3 separate regions of the Sus scrofa genome follow, and regions 1 and 2 are each linked to region 3. Evidence: chromatin contacts called from public Hi-C data. All regions are on one chromosome and are shown on one strand. Each heading gives the region's core, a stretch centred on a gene start, on an enhancer-like site or on the middle of the called end of the contact. The rest is flanking DNA. Distances are from core to core; before and after follow the strand shown.

Evidence for each region. Hi-C and Micro-C count contacts between places; a contact is called where the count stands out from the background.
Region 1: a contact with region 3 is called in a Hi-C map of liver, with 2.5 times the contacts expected there. The contact joins the promoter of PPFIA3 here to the promoter of PPP1R15A in region 3. A contact is called at or near these places in 1 of 47 Hi-C or Micro-C datasets (liver) and 1 of 2 datasets of contacts at active chromatin or transcription factors (alveolar macrophages).
Region 2: a contact with region 3 is called in a Hi-C map of embryonic fibroblasts, with 2.2 times the contacts expected there. The contact joins the promoter of TRPM4 here to the promoter of PPP1R15A in region 3. A contact is called at or near these places in 3 of 47 Hi-C or Micro-C datasets (embryonic fibroblasts, heart right ventricle and liver) and 2 of 2 datasets of contacts at active chromatin or transcription factors (alveolar macrophages and skeletal muscle).

Annotation. Positions count from the first base shown.
Region 1 is chr6:54,312,647-54,316,097 of Sscrofa11.1, forward strand. It overlaps PPFIA3 (liprin-alpha-3), which reads left to right and starts at 1,335. Exons shown (of 30, transcript XM_005664703.3): 1 at 1,335-1,716. It overlaps LIN7B (lin-7 homolog B, crumbs cell polarity complex component), which reads left to right. Exons shown (of 6, transcript NM_001244232.1): 5 at 1-31; 6 at 390-492. The coding sequence ends at 411.
Region 2 is chr6:54,340,373-54,344,082 of Sscrofa11.1, forward strand. TRPM4 (transient receptor potential cation channel subfamily M member 4) reads left to right here and starts at 2,402. Exons shown (of 24, transcript XM_021094712.1): 1 at 2,402-2,536; 2 at 2,834-2,901. The coding sequence starts at 2,513. It overlaps HRC (sarcoplasmic reticulum histidine-rich calcium-binding protein), which reads right to left and starts at 1,266. Exons shown (of 6, transcript XM_003127287.5): 1 at 1-1,266. The coding sequence starts at 1,055.
Region 3 is chr6:54,169,653-54,173,294 of Sscrofa11.1, forward strand. PPP1R15A (protein phosphatase 1 regulatory subunit 15A) reads left to right here and starts at 2,386. Exons shown (of 3, transcript XM_005664689.3): 1 at 2,386-2,622; 2 at 3,335-3,642. The coding sequence starts at 3,344. PLEKHA4 (pleckstrin homology domain-containing family A member 4) reads right to left here and starts at 1,009. Exons shown (of 21, transcript XM_013998606.2): 1 at 507-1,009; 2 at 1-51. The coding sequence starts at 45.

The DNA.
Region 1 (3,451 bases), core at 85-2,584, 140 kb after region 3:
CCCGCCGGCGCCAGCAACATCAGAGCTACTCGTGAGCCCTTTGCCACCATACCCCTGGGGCCTTCACTGCCTCCCCTACCTCCACACTCCCACACCAAGCCAATGATTTCTGAGACCTTGGTTGCTACCCCCACCCCCTCCCACCTCCCTGGCTCCTTTCCCTGGGATTCTGACCCTTGACCCAGGCTCTCACCCCAAGCTCCTTGAACTGAATACCTTGGGGATCCTTAGCTCGCTCCCATCCCGAGATCGGCAGCCTGCTCTCTCTGGAATCCCTCAACCCCCTTCCCTGGGTCCTTGGCTCGGGAACCCTAGTCCTGGCTCTGTCCCAGTGCCTCCCCAGGTCCCCTCCCCTGAGCCTGGCTCCCCTCTCTTCACCCTCCTTGCAGGTCCTTGGAGTCTCGAGGCTGAAACCACAGATCTGGACCCTCACCCCCTCCCCTGTACAGTATTTATGTCACCAGCTCCTTATTTAAAGATCTTTGACCCTCATTGAGTGTCTGTGATTGTCCTGCATCGGGGGATTGAGTGTCTGGAGATGGGGAGGGAGAGAAGCTGAGGTGGAGACTAGACCCTGAAGACCTTTTCAGATTCTAAGAGCAGAGCTAAAGACTTTTCCCCAGGTCGGCTTCGGAGCGACAAGTCCAAGGACGGCGGCTGGGACCCAGTCGGGGTCTGAGTGCGGGGGTCGGCAGACAGTAGCCCCTACCCCTCAAAGATCCTGAGGGCAGGGGCCAAGCCCCCTTCCTCCGTAACTGGTCGGACAGAAGAGTCCTAAAACTCTGCTCGAGTCAGTGGGCGGCTTCGGTGTGGGCGGGGCGGAGCGAACCATCAGCCTAGTCCGCCGGGGGAGCCCTGCCGGCCCTACAATCGTCTGCGTGGGCGGGGTGGGGGATGCCACGTGCAGTTCCCGAGGCGGGCGCAAGGGGTGCAGAAAAAGGTGCACGTCGACCCGGCTTTCACCCCATCTTCCAACCCAAACGCGTGTCTCCGGGAGCCTCCTGCGCCTTAAAACCCATCCTTTACTCCCACCTCGCCGCCCGCCCAACCCTCCTGTCCCGTGCGGGGTAAGGACCGGCGAGCGCCAGAGCCGGAATCCAGGGTCGCGACTCGTATTCCACGCCGCGCGCCACTCGCTCCAGGTGACATCATCCCCCTGCCGGGCTCCGCCTCCCGCCCCAGCCGCCTCACGCCGCGTGCCTATTGGCCCACGCGCCTTGAGTTCCGCCTCCCGCTCACCGCCCGCGCGGCCCCGCCCAGCCAGTGTGGAGGCGGGGTTTAACCGCCGGCCGGCGCCAACACCTCCTCTCATTGGCCATTCGGCGCCGTCTGTCAGTCTCCTGTTAAAGGGGCCATGACCGCCTGGGAGCTGGTTGGGGGAGGAGGGAGGAGGAATTTTTTGGCGGGGGAAGGTGGGATTTGGGGGGCGCTGGTGAGCGCCCCTGGATCTGGCGGCTGCGGCCTCGCGGGGGAGGCTGAACGGTGACAGGGGCAGGGGGCTGTTTTAGGGGGTAGAGGGTTGCGAGACCGTGAAGGGGAGAGGGGTCCCCAGCGCCTAAGCCGGAGCAAGAGACGCGGAGCCCGCGCGAGCGGCGGAGACAGGGCTCCGGAGCCACAGATCCGGGCCCCGGCCGCCGCCAGGGGCCCCGCCCGGTCCCCCACCCCACCCCACGTCCCTCCTGCAGCCCAGCTCCGCCCGCAGCCGCCGCGGACCAGGTAGGTAAGAGCCCAGCCCGGCCCGCTTGGCAGCGCCCACCCCGGGGACCCCTCACCGAGCTTCCCCCACCTTCCCAAGAACCTGGATTCCCTTCTTCATCCCCGGGGACCTCAGAGCCCAGATATCACAGCCCGAACCCAGAGACTCAGGCATGCCCCTCCCGGCTCTCAGAGTCCCCAGCAGAACCCTAGAATCCCAGGCGTATTTCCGCCTTGTGCCTCCTCCGGGGTCCAGGAGCCTGAATTTCCCAGTTCAGCCCTGGATACCCCCCTGGACCTAGATCCTCCTCCTCGGCCCAGACCTGGCAGCTCCAGACACCGGCCGCGGCTGTGTCAGACTCCCCCAGCTAGGGCCGGACGCCCCCCCCGTCGCGTCCGCATAGTCCCCCGTTGGTGCACCCCGTCTGCCCATCTCCGGTCCTCCGGCTTGAACAGCCGGCCGAGTCCCTCAGTCCAGGCCGGACTGGCGGCCGCCCTGGACACAGGCCCGCTCTGGAGCTGTCCATGGTCACCGTTCTCGGCAGCCTCGCCTCCCCCATCTCTTGGTGCTGCCGCCGCCGGGGGAGGGGGCGCCGGCAGCGCGGGGATCCCCCCCGCCGCGCCTTTGACCCGGGGATACCCGGGCCCTCCCCGACCTGGGCGCCGGGGCCTCAGGGTTCTGCTGGCTAAGATCTCAGCTCCATCCTCAGCACCCCAGCTTTCAGAGACCCCAACTGCTTCTTAAGGAGTCAGAGCTTCTGAATGTTCCTGCCTGGTCCACCTTAGGGATCTTGGCATCCGGGGATCCAGCTCCCACCCGGCTCTGGAAGCCCTGTCAATCCTCACCTCCTCTGGCGAAAGGCCCCCGGCTGGTAGCCCTCACCCCCTCAGGATCTAGGAATCTAGTTTCCTAGCCTTTCCCCTCTTTAGAGACCCTCAGACAAATATATCCAGCCTCCTGGCACCCCAGCATCTGCCCCCTTAGAGATTCAGGCGCCATGACTCTCTCCCTTTCAGGGACTCAGAATGCAATTCTTAATGTAATTCTCTCGCTCCCCCTTGGAGACCTACACACATTGTCCCTGGTCCTGCCTCCCCTCGGGGAATCCAGGAGTTCGGACCCCAACTTCTGTACTGCCACCAAAGCCATCTTACCCCTGCCCTCCCTTCCAACAAGGACTCTGGCTCCAAACTTCTATCTCCTGTCCTTTGTCTCCCCAAAGATTCCAGAATCCAGTTCCCCCCACTCTGTCCTCCCCGCAAGAACCTAGCCACTTAGCTCTTAGGGCCCCAGATGTCAGGCCAACAGCTTGGATGTCTCTGGCGGCCTTGAAGAAGCCCTGCTGTATCCCCATCTCAGGTTCCAGGCTCCCTGGAGTTCCCTCCTTTCTCCCTGAGATCCAGCCTCTTGAGATGTTTCCAGGATCCCATCCCATTTTCATAGCGTGATGCTCCATCCTTCATGTACATGCTCAGGCTGACAAGCCAAACATGCATCCTGTTTCATGATCGAGAACTGTCTGCCATTCCACATACCCAGCTAAACATGTGCCCTGGCAATGCTTCATGTTCTAGATTCTTCCTGAGGCCTAGAACACTCCCAGTCTACATCTCTGTTCCTTCTTCACCAAGGTATGTTCTAAATTCTAGGCTAGATGTTCAAGTCTAGGTATGGCTTTTCCTAGGTAGATTCAAATATCTAGACAATGCTTCCAAGCTAAATTCCTTTTTATTTTTATTTTTTGGCTGCACCCAG
Region 2 (3,710 bases), core at 1,152-3,651, 170 kb after region 3:
CTCGTATATTCGTCTGGGAAGTCCTCCTCCTCCTCAGTGCTCTTGTGGCCTTGGGCTTGGGGGCTTGCAGCATGGTGGCTGAACTTGACCGTGATCTCCTCCTCTCCTTCCTCCTCCTCATCTCCAAGGCCATGGTGGGTATGTCTGGGAACCTGGTGCCAGTGTTCAGTGGATACGACCTCATCCTCATCTTCCTCATTTCTGTGGCCTGGGTGTCCGTGGCCAGGGACATGATGGTGGTGCGAGTCTGAGACGTCTCCATCCTCTTCCTTCTCGTGGCCTTGATGCCCGTGCGTCTGATATTTGTACTCAGCGGAGTCACCGTCATTGTCGTCATCTTCTTCTTCTTCATGGCCTCGGTGTCTGTGGCTGGGGCCGTGATGGTGACGTCCAGCTGAGACGTCTTCGTCCTCTTCCATCCCGTGGTCTCGGTGCCCGTGGGCCTGGTGTCCATACTCGGTGGAGATGCCGCCTTCCTCCTCCTCTTCCTCCTCCTCTTCTCCATGGCCTCGGCGTACATGCCTGATGATATGATGGTGTCGCTCGCTGGACACAATTTCATCCTCATCCTCGTCTTGGTGGCCGTGGCTCCCATGGCTGGGGAAGTGGTGCCTGGGCTCAGCTGAATCATCCATGTCTTTGCTCCCACGGCCTCTGTGCCCACCCGCCTGCGGAGCATGCGCTGTGGTTCCCTCCTCCTCAGAGATGTTCTCATCTCCCACCTCGTGGCCTTGGTACCTGTGGCCTTGGCGGGGATGGGCTGCTTTGGAGACATCTTCTTCCTCTTCTCCGTGGTCTCCAGAGGCCCAGAAATGATGCCCACTCTCCGTGGAGACATCGCTGTTCTCATCCCCATGGCTTCTATGGCTATGCCCGGAGTGACCGAACTTGCCTGATGCGTCCTCTGTGGGCCCGGGGATGCCTGCGTTGTTGTTCAAGTTGCTGGGGCCCAGCCCAGCCCCTCTCAGCTGCTGGGTCATAGCAGGGGGGAGGAGCAGGCTGGCCACAGCAGCCCAGAGGAGAGACGCCTGCAACCATGGCCCAGGGTGGCCCATGGGGACAGACCAGCAGCAGAGCTTCTCCCTGGGCTGGCTCCCGCTGTGGCTGAGGCTATGTCGATGAATACTGGGGTCCCTGTCCCTTTGGGGTCCTTCTCTTTCTTTCTCCCTGTGTCTTTCCTTTGCTGTGTCTCTCTCTGTCTCTGCCCTCTGGCCCTCACTGCCAGGCTCCAGACACCCCTCTGAGACAATCTCCAGAACCCCCTGACCCCCTCCGCCCCTCCCTCCCGCTCCCCAGCCAATAGGGTCTCTCCCCTCCCCTCTCTGTGGCTAAATTTACTTTCGGCCCGGAGTTATTCTGGGTTAGGCCCGGCCTGCCCCTCCCCTCCGGCTCTTTCTCCTCTCAGCTGGGGAGGGGGTGAGAGAAGGGGTCTCTCTTTGGCCAGGAGAGGGGGCCAAGGGACTTGATTTTGAATGCCGACAAGTTCCGGTTTGGCAGCTGCAAAAATGGTGTCAAATTTTCAGTGGGCCAATTTGGGGGGAGCCCGGGCCATGGGAGGAGGGGAGCGGGAAGGGTGTATTTGAGGGGAGAGACCCCTGCCAAGGAAGGATTGGGGGTTAGATTATGGGGAGTTTCCGGCCAGAACGGGCGACTTTGCTGAGATGGTGGATGCCCACAGGGAAGCCCTGGACAGGGGTGAGAGGAATTGTGCTCCAGCGTGCGTACCCATGACCTCCTGTCCCTGGAACTCAGATCTGGGGGCAGGGGATGGGGCCAGGCCAGGGCTATAAATACAGCAGGGGGTGTGTGTGTGCAGGGGGCTCAGGTTACTCAGGAGGCTGCAGCTGTCCCTGTCCCTGGAGAGCTAGCAGGAGACATGGGGGCCCTGCCTGTGTATCAGTACCTCCCCCTCATCCTATCACTGCTGTCCTCACCCCTCGCTCTTTGGGTTCCCAGCCTTCTCTGTGGGTTCCCTTCTCTCAGTTCTTGTTTCTTCACCCGCTCTCTTGGAGTCCCTGTCCCCCTCCCCAGGATTCTGTCCCCTTCTCACTCTCAGGCTTCTGTCTCTCCCTCTCAGTCTGAGTGTCTCCGCCGCGCCCCCACCCCGCCCCCGCCAACTTCCTTCCAAGCACCCCCCCCTCGCTTTGGGTCGATGTAGCCCCTCGCCAATCTCTGTCCCCCCTTTCTGATTCCCTGTCCCAACCTAAGGCTTCGTGTCCCCATCCCATCCCCTTTTTGTGTGCCCTCTCCCTCATCACTGGCATTTCCTCTCTGAGTCCCTGTCCCCCACCCCGGGTCCCCGGCCCCCTCTCCCCGGGTCTCGCCTGCCGGTCCCTCAGACCCTTTGCCCCGCCTCCCGCTCTGCGCGTCTCCGAGATTCCCCGCCCCCTAGACCTGGCCCCGCCCAGGCTGGGCTGGGACGTAGTGGATCCGGTTTGTCCCGGGCGCGTCTAGAGCCCGGGTTGGTTGAGGGAATGCAGGGAGTCGGATAGTTTGCAGAGGCTGCAGCAGCATGGTGGGTGCGGAGAAGGAGCAGGTACAGCGGCCGGACCCCGGGTCTGAGGGAACAGGGAGCTGGGGGCCGGGACCCCTGGTTCCCGGAGAGGAGGGCGCTGGAGACCCAGATTCTTGGGTCAAAGAAGGGGGCTGCTGGGGCCTCGGACGCCTGGGTCCTTGGGGACAGATGGGGGCTGGGGGGAATCGAGTCTCCTGAGTTTGGGGGAGGCGGGCGCTGGGGTCCTGGACTCCTAGGTCTAGGCTGGGGCGCGGGTGAGTCACTCTGTGTCCCTTAGGACTGAACTGGTTCCCCTTCACCCCTTGTTCTTGTCCCCAGAGCTATATCCCCAAGATCTTCAAGAAGAAGACGTGCACAACTTTCATCGTTGACCCCACAGATCCGGGGTGAGGAGCCCACCCGGGGACCGACCCCAGATGTCCACCCCGCCCACCTCAGACCCCGCCCTTCGGCTCCTCCCCTCCCCCAGTCCTGTCCCCGCAGACACTCCCAAGGGCGTTCCCTGGTGGCTCTCTCCCTCGGGGAGGGCTTCGGTCCTTCTGCAAACACATCCAACTAATCCTTCTCACGCTCAGGGTCCGTGTTAAAGCCCCAGGGCTGGGTTCCGTTTCTTTCCTTCCTCGTGTCTCTCCCGTGTGTCTCCGCCTCCTGGTGTCACTTTCTCTGTTTTTCTCTCTCGACTGTCGCTGTTTCATTCATTCGTCCACTCCTCCAAGAAACCCTCACTCCGCACGTCCAAGGGGGCATGATTTTCAAGAGCACAGGCCCTGCTAGGGTTCTAATCTCGGCTGGGACACGTGCTGTGTGGCTTTGGGCAAAACGTTTCACCTCTCTGGGCCTCATCCGTCATCTGGGCATAAAAACAGGCTCTGGCTCTACCTGCTGGAATTCTTGCGCGAATTAAACAAGTTAATGCTTGTGATACTTCCGAACGTGCCCAGCACATGGTAAGCACTGGAAAATAGCTCTGGTTCCTCCAGGAAGGTAGCAGTTACCTAGTGTGTGCAGGCTCTGGGCTGGTGCTCCGTGGCTGGGCGGTGGCCACCCTTAGGGACTCCTGGCCTTCAGCAATGTTTTCTCAAGGGGTTTCCGGCTTCCTGGTGTCCTCAAGATGATCTTTGGGGTGTGGGAAATACCAACATTCCTAACTTGGTATGCGTATTATTATGAATTTATTAGTGCAGGATGGCTTGAA
Region 3 (3,642 bases), core at 1,136-3,635:
GCTGCTGGCCAGGCTGAGGCTGCTCCGAGGTCTGCCCTCCTCCATCAGGGGCTGGGGACAGAAAGAAAGGGGCTGTGTGCGCCACTCTGCAGATGACCCGGCTGGGGACAGAGACAGGGTCAGGGGCTTGCAGGTCGGAGGAGGCTGAGGAGAAAGAGCCTGTTGTTTGGGGCCTGGGGGGCTGGGGGAGGCCCTGGCCTGGAGACCACATACCAACAGTGATGCCAAGAGAGGTGGGCGGCGCTGGCAGCTGTGGGGAGGGGGGCAGCTGTCTACAGCCCGAGACAGAGAATAGGGGCCCCTTTATTCATGCCCCCTGCACTCTGGCCAGGAATTTGACCCTCACTGTGTTGCTCAAGACCCCCCCCATCCCCTGCCTCTTTCCGGTGCCCCCAGCTACCTGTCTCCTGCACCCCCAAAGGCACACCCAGAACAACCCTGCCAAGGCTCTGGGCACCCAGAATGCACAGCCTGGCAGCCCCTCCCAGCCCAGCCAGGGCACTTACCAGCTCTGGGGTCCCAAGGCCAGAGGGCACAAGAGGGCAGTGTGGGTGCAGGGACCCCCCCCCCAGCCACAGTCCCCCTCCTCTGCCTCTTAGGGGCTGCCTCTCACAGCCTTCCTTGCTCACCTGCTCATTCCCACCCTGTCCGTCTCTTTGTCTCTGCCTCACCCTCTCCCTTCCTTCTATCCCGTCTCTCTCTCTGCAATCTCCCCTCCCGTCCCTCTCGCTGTCTCTAACCTCTGTCTCTTTCCGTCTCTCCCTTACACACCCTCTCGTCCGCAGCTCCCCCACCCCCTATATCACTTTCTGTCCCAGTCTTTCTGTTTCTGTCCAAATCCTCTCCTGGGCTCACAATCTCTTTAAGTCTCCCTTCTGTTCCCTCCCTCTCGCCCTCTCTCTCTCTGGCCCTCCACGTCTGCTGTTTCCTTCTCTCCCGGACGCTCCTTCTCACTGTCTCTCTTCCTCTGCTCTCCCAGTTTCTCTTTCCCCTCTGCTGGTCTTTCCTTCCCCCTGCCAGCCGCCCACGCTGCTGTCCCGGCTCCCAATCCCCGCTGACCCCGCCCCTCTTGGCCTCCCCACCACAGCCTGACCTCTGGCTCAGCTGCCCCCACAGCTGAAGGGAGGGGCTGGGGGCTGGGGGCTGGGGGCTGGGGGCCACCCTCCCACCTCCACCCCACCCATCCACCCACACGCTCTTAGGTCCCTGCTGGACCGGGTCCCATCAAGGCTGAAGCTGGGATTCCTACATGTTTGGAGAAGAGGAGCTGGGCCTGGACTCCAGGACCTGAGGGGGCAGGTTGTGATCGGAAGCCTGGGTGATTGGCGCCTTGGGAATGGAAGGGAGGGGTAGGGGCTCAGACTACTGGGTACCTGACAAAATGTGAGCCAGGAGTCAGGACTTGAGAATGGAGCTGGGGTCTGGAGGTGTGGCTTGCAGTGGATGGGTCCAAGTCCTCCAGAGAAGAGAGGGCGGCCCCCAGATTGCTGGGTTCTGGCAAGAGCAGGGTCAAGTGGCCAGTGGCAATCTCCACCTCAGATCCAGGTGAGAACTCCGGTCTAGACTGAGGATGATGCCCTCTCAGGAGGGAGGCCTGGGTCCTGGGCGTATTTTGAGGTACAGGATTGCAGACCAGGTTGGTGGTGGGGTGCCAGGGACTGAAACCATGTCCTTAGGCCTGGAATTTGGGGCAAAAGACCGCCCCCCCACTCCCTTGATGTTGGTGATACCCAGCTAGAATTTCAATTTGTGTAAGCGGAGGTTCTGTATAAATTTGAAGTAGGTGGAGCCTAGGAGTGGCGCCTTGTGCCTGAGATAGGCACGGGATCTGAGGTTTTGGTCCAGTATTTCTCACCGCGTATTTGTTGAGCACCTACTATGTGTCACGCAGGCAGTGAGCAAAGAAAAGCGCCTGCCTTCAGGGGCCTTACACATTCTCTTTCTCTTTTGCAATGAATATAGACTCCGCTGTGCCCACCCTTGGGCAAGTGATTTCATGCCCAAGACTCAGTTTCCCCATCTGTGAAATGGAAATAATGATACCTTCCCACACCGGATAGGAAGCCGACTGGACTGGAGGGTGGAAGACTCTAGCCTGGGGCCGGCTGGCTAAATTGGGGGCGGGGAGTAACGGCGTTTGCCTGGAACAGAGGTTGAGCTCGCGCGCTCAAAACCTAACCAGTTCATGAGTTTGATTGGCAGCTCGCCTGCTTCAGGGCGTGGCCACGCTCAGAAATACCGCCGTGACGTCATAAAGTCCGGAATCTCCGCGAGAAGTCCAACCTTGTTTTCCGTTTCGTCCATCACGATTACGATTCGAAACCCCGCCTCCTCTCCTGACGTCACCACGTCCGGCTGCGTTTGTGTATAAAAGCGCTGAGGACCGCGTCAACCCTTACGTCCTAAGTGGCTAGCCGGTGTGTTTGTATTTGTTTCTCCGTGTGACCTTGCGCCCATTCGTCGTGACAACGCTTGCAGCAGCCGGTGACAATTTGAGTCCCCGAGCCCGACGCCGGAGGGCGAAATGAACGCTCTGGACTCCCGAGCTGTCCGGAACTGCGATCGCTTGTGGCAGCCCCAGCCGACGCTCCTGCCCCCAGGGTGACGCGCAATCCCGAGCTGGTGAGTTGAGGGGGTCGGAACATCTAGGTTCCTAGGGGTTTGGGGGCGGAGGACTAGAATCCTGGTCAATAACGAGGAGGGAGCTCGAACTTCTGAGTTCCGAGATAGGGGTGTTCGGAGCTCGGACTCCTGTGCCCTAAGGACTCCTGGGAACCTGAACTCCTTTTTCTGGAGAGGTGGGACGAGGCCGGACCCGAGGGCTCGGACTTAGGCAGGAGAAGGAATTGGGAGCTTAGAGTCCTGAGCCGGACAGAGGAAGAGTCTGGGAGCCAGAAGGCACCATCTAGGGATCGGAAGTTTTATGTCTTGGAAGGAGGAGAATGGTGGGCGCCTAATTTTTCAATCCTCAGGAGGATGAGAGAGGCAAGGGACAAGGACTTTGTCCCCAGAGGAAGCAAGCAGAGGACCTGTGTTCTTGCTTCCTGGGACTAGAATTTAATGGGTCAGAGAGGAAATGGGGCTGGGAGCCCTTTGGGCTAAGGAAGGAATGAGTGATGATCCAGACTCTTGGGTGTTGAGAGAGGCTGGGAAACTAGGGACAGAGATGGGTGTGGCTGGGATGAGAAAGGAATGTGGGGCGGGGCCTCTCTGGTTGCTGTTTGTGTTACTATTCGTGTTACTATTTGTGTTGCTATGACTCAAGGTCACTCTCTGATGCTATTCCCTCCATGGCTTCTAAACTCGTTTCCTTTTTTTTCTCCCTTTTCCCCAGCAGACAAAGATGGCCCCAGGCCAAGTGCCCCACCAGCCTGCCCCCTGGAGGGCTACCCACTCCTTTCTCCTGTCCCCGCTGATGGGCCTTCTCAGCCGGGCCTGGAGCCACCTGAGGGGCCCAGGCCCTCCAGAGCCCTGGCTAGTGGAGGCAGTAACCAGGGCAGACGCGGGAGAACCTGGCCTGGAGGGAGACACAAAGGCTTCTCTGGCCACCCAGCCACAAGAAGAGCCTGGAGAGAGGAGAGCAACTGAGGAGGATGAAGAAGCATCCTGGGGGAGCTACCCTGACCTGGAAGCCAAGTGTTT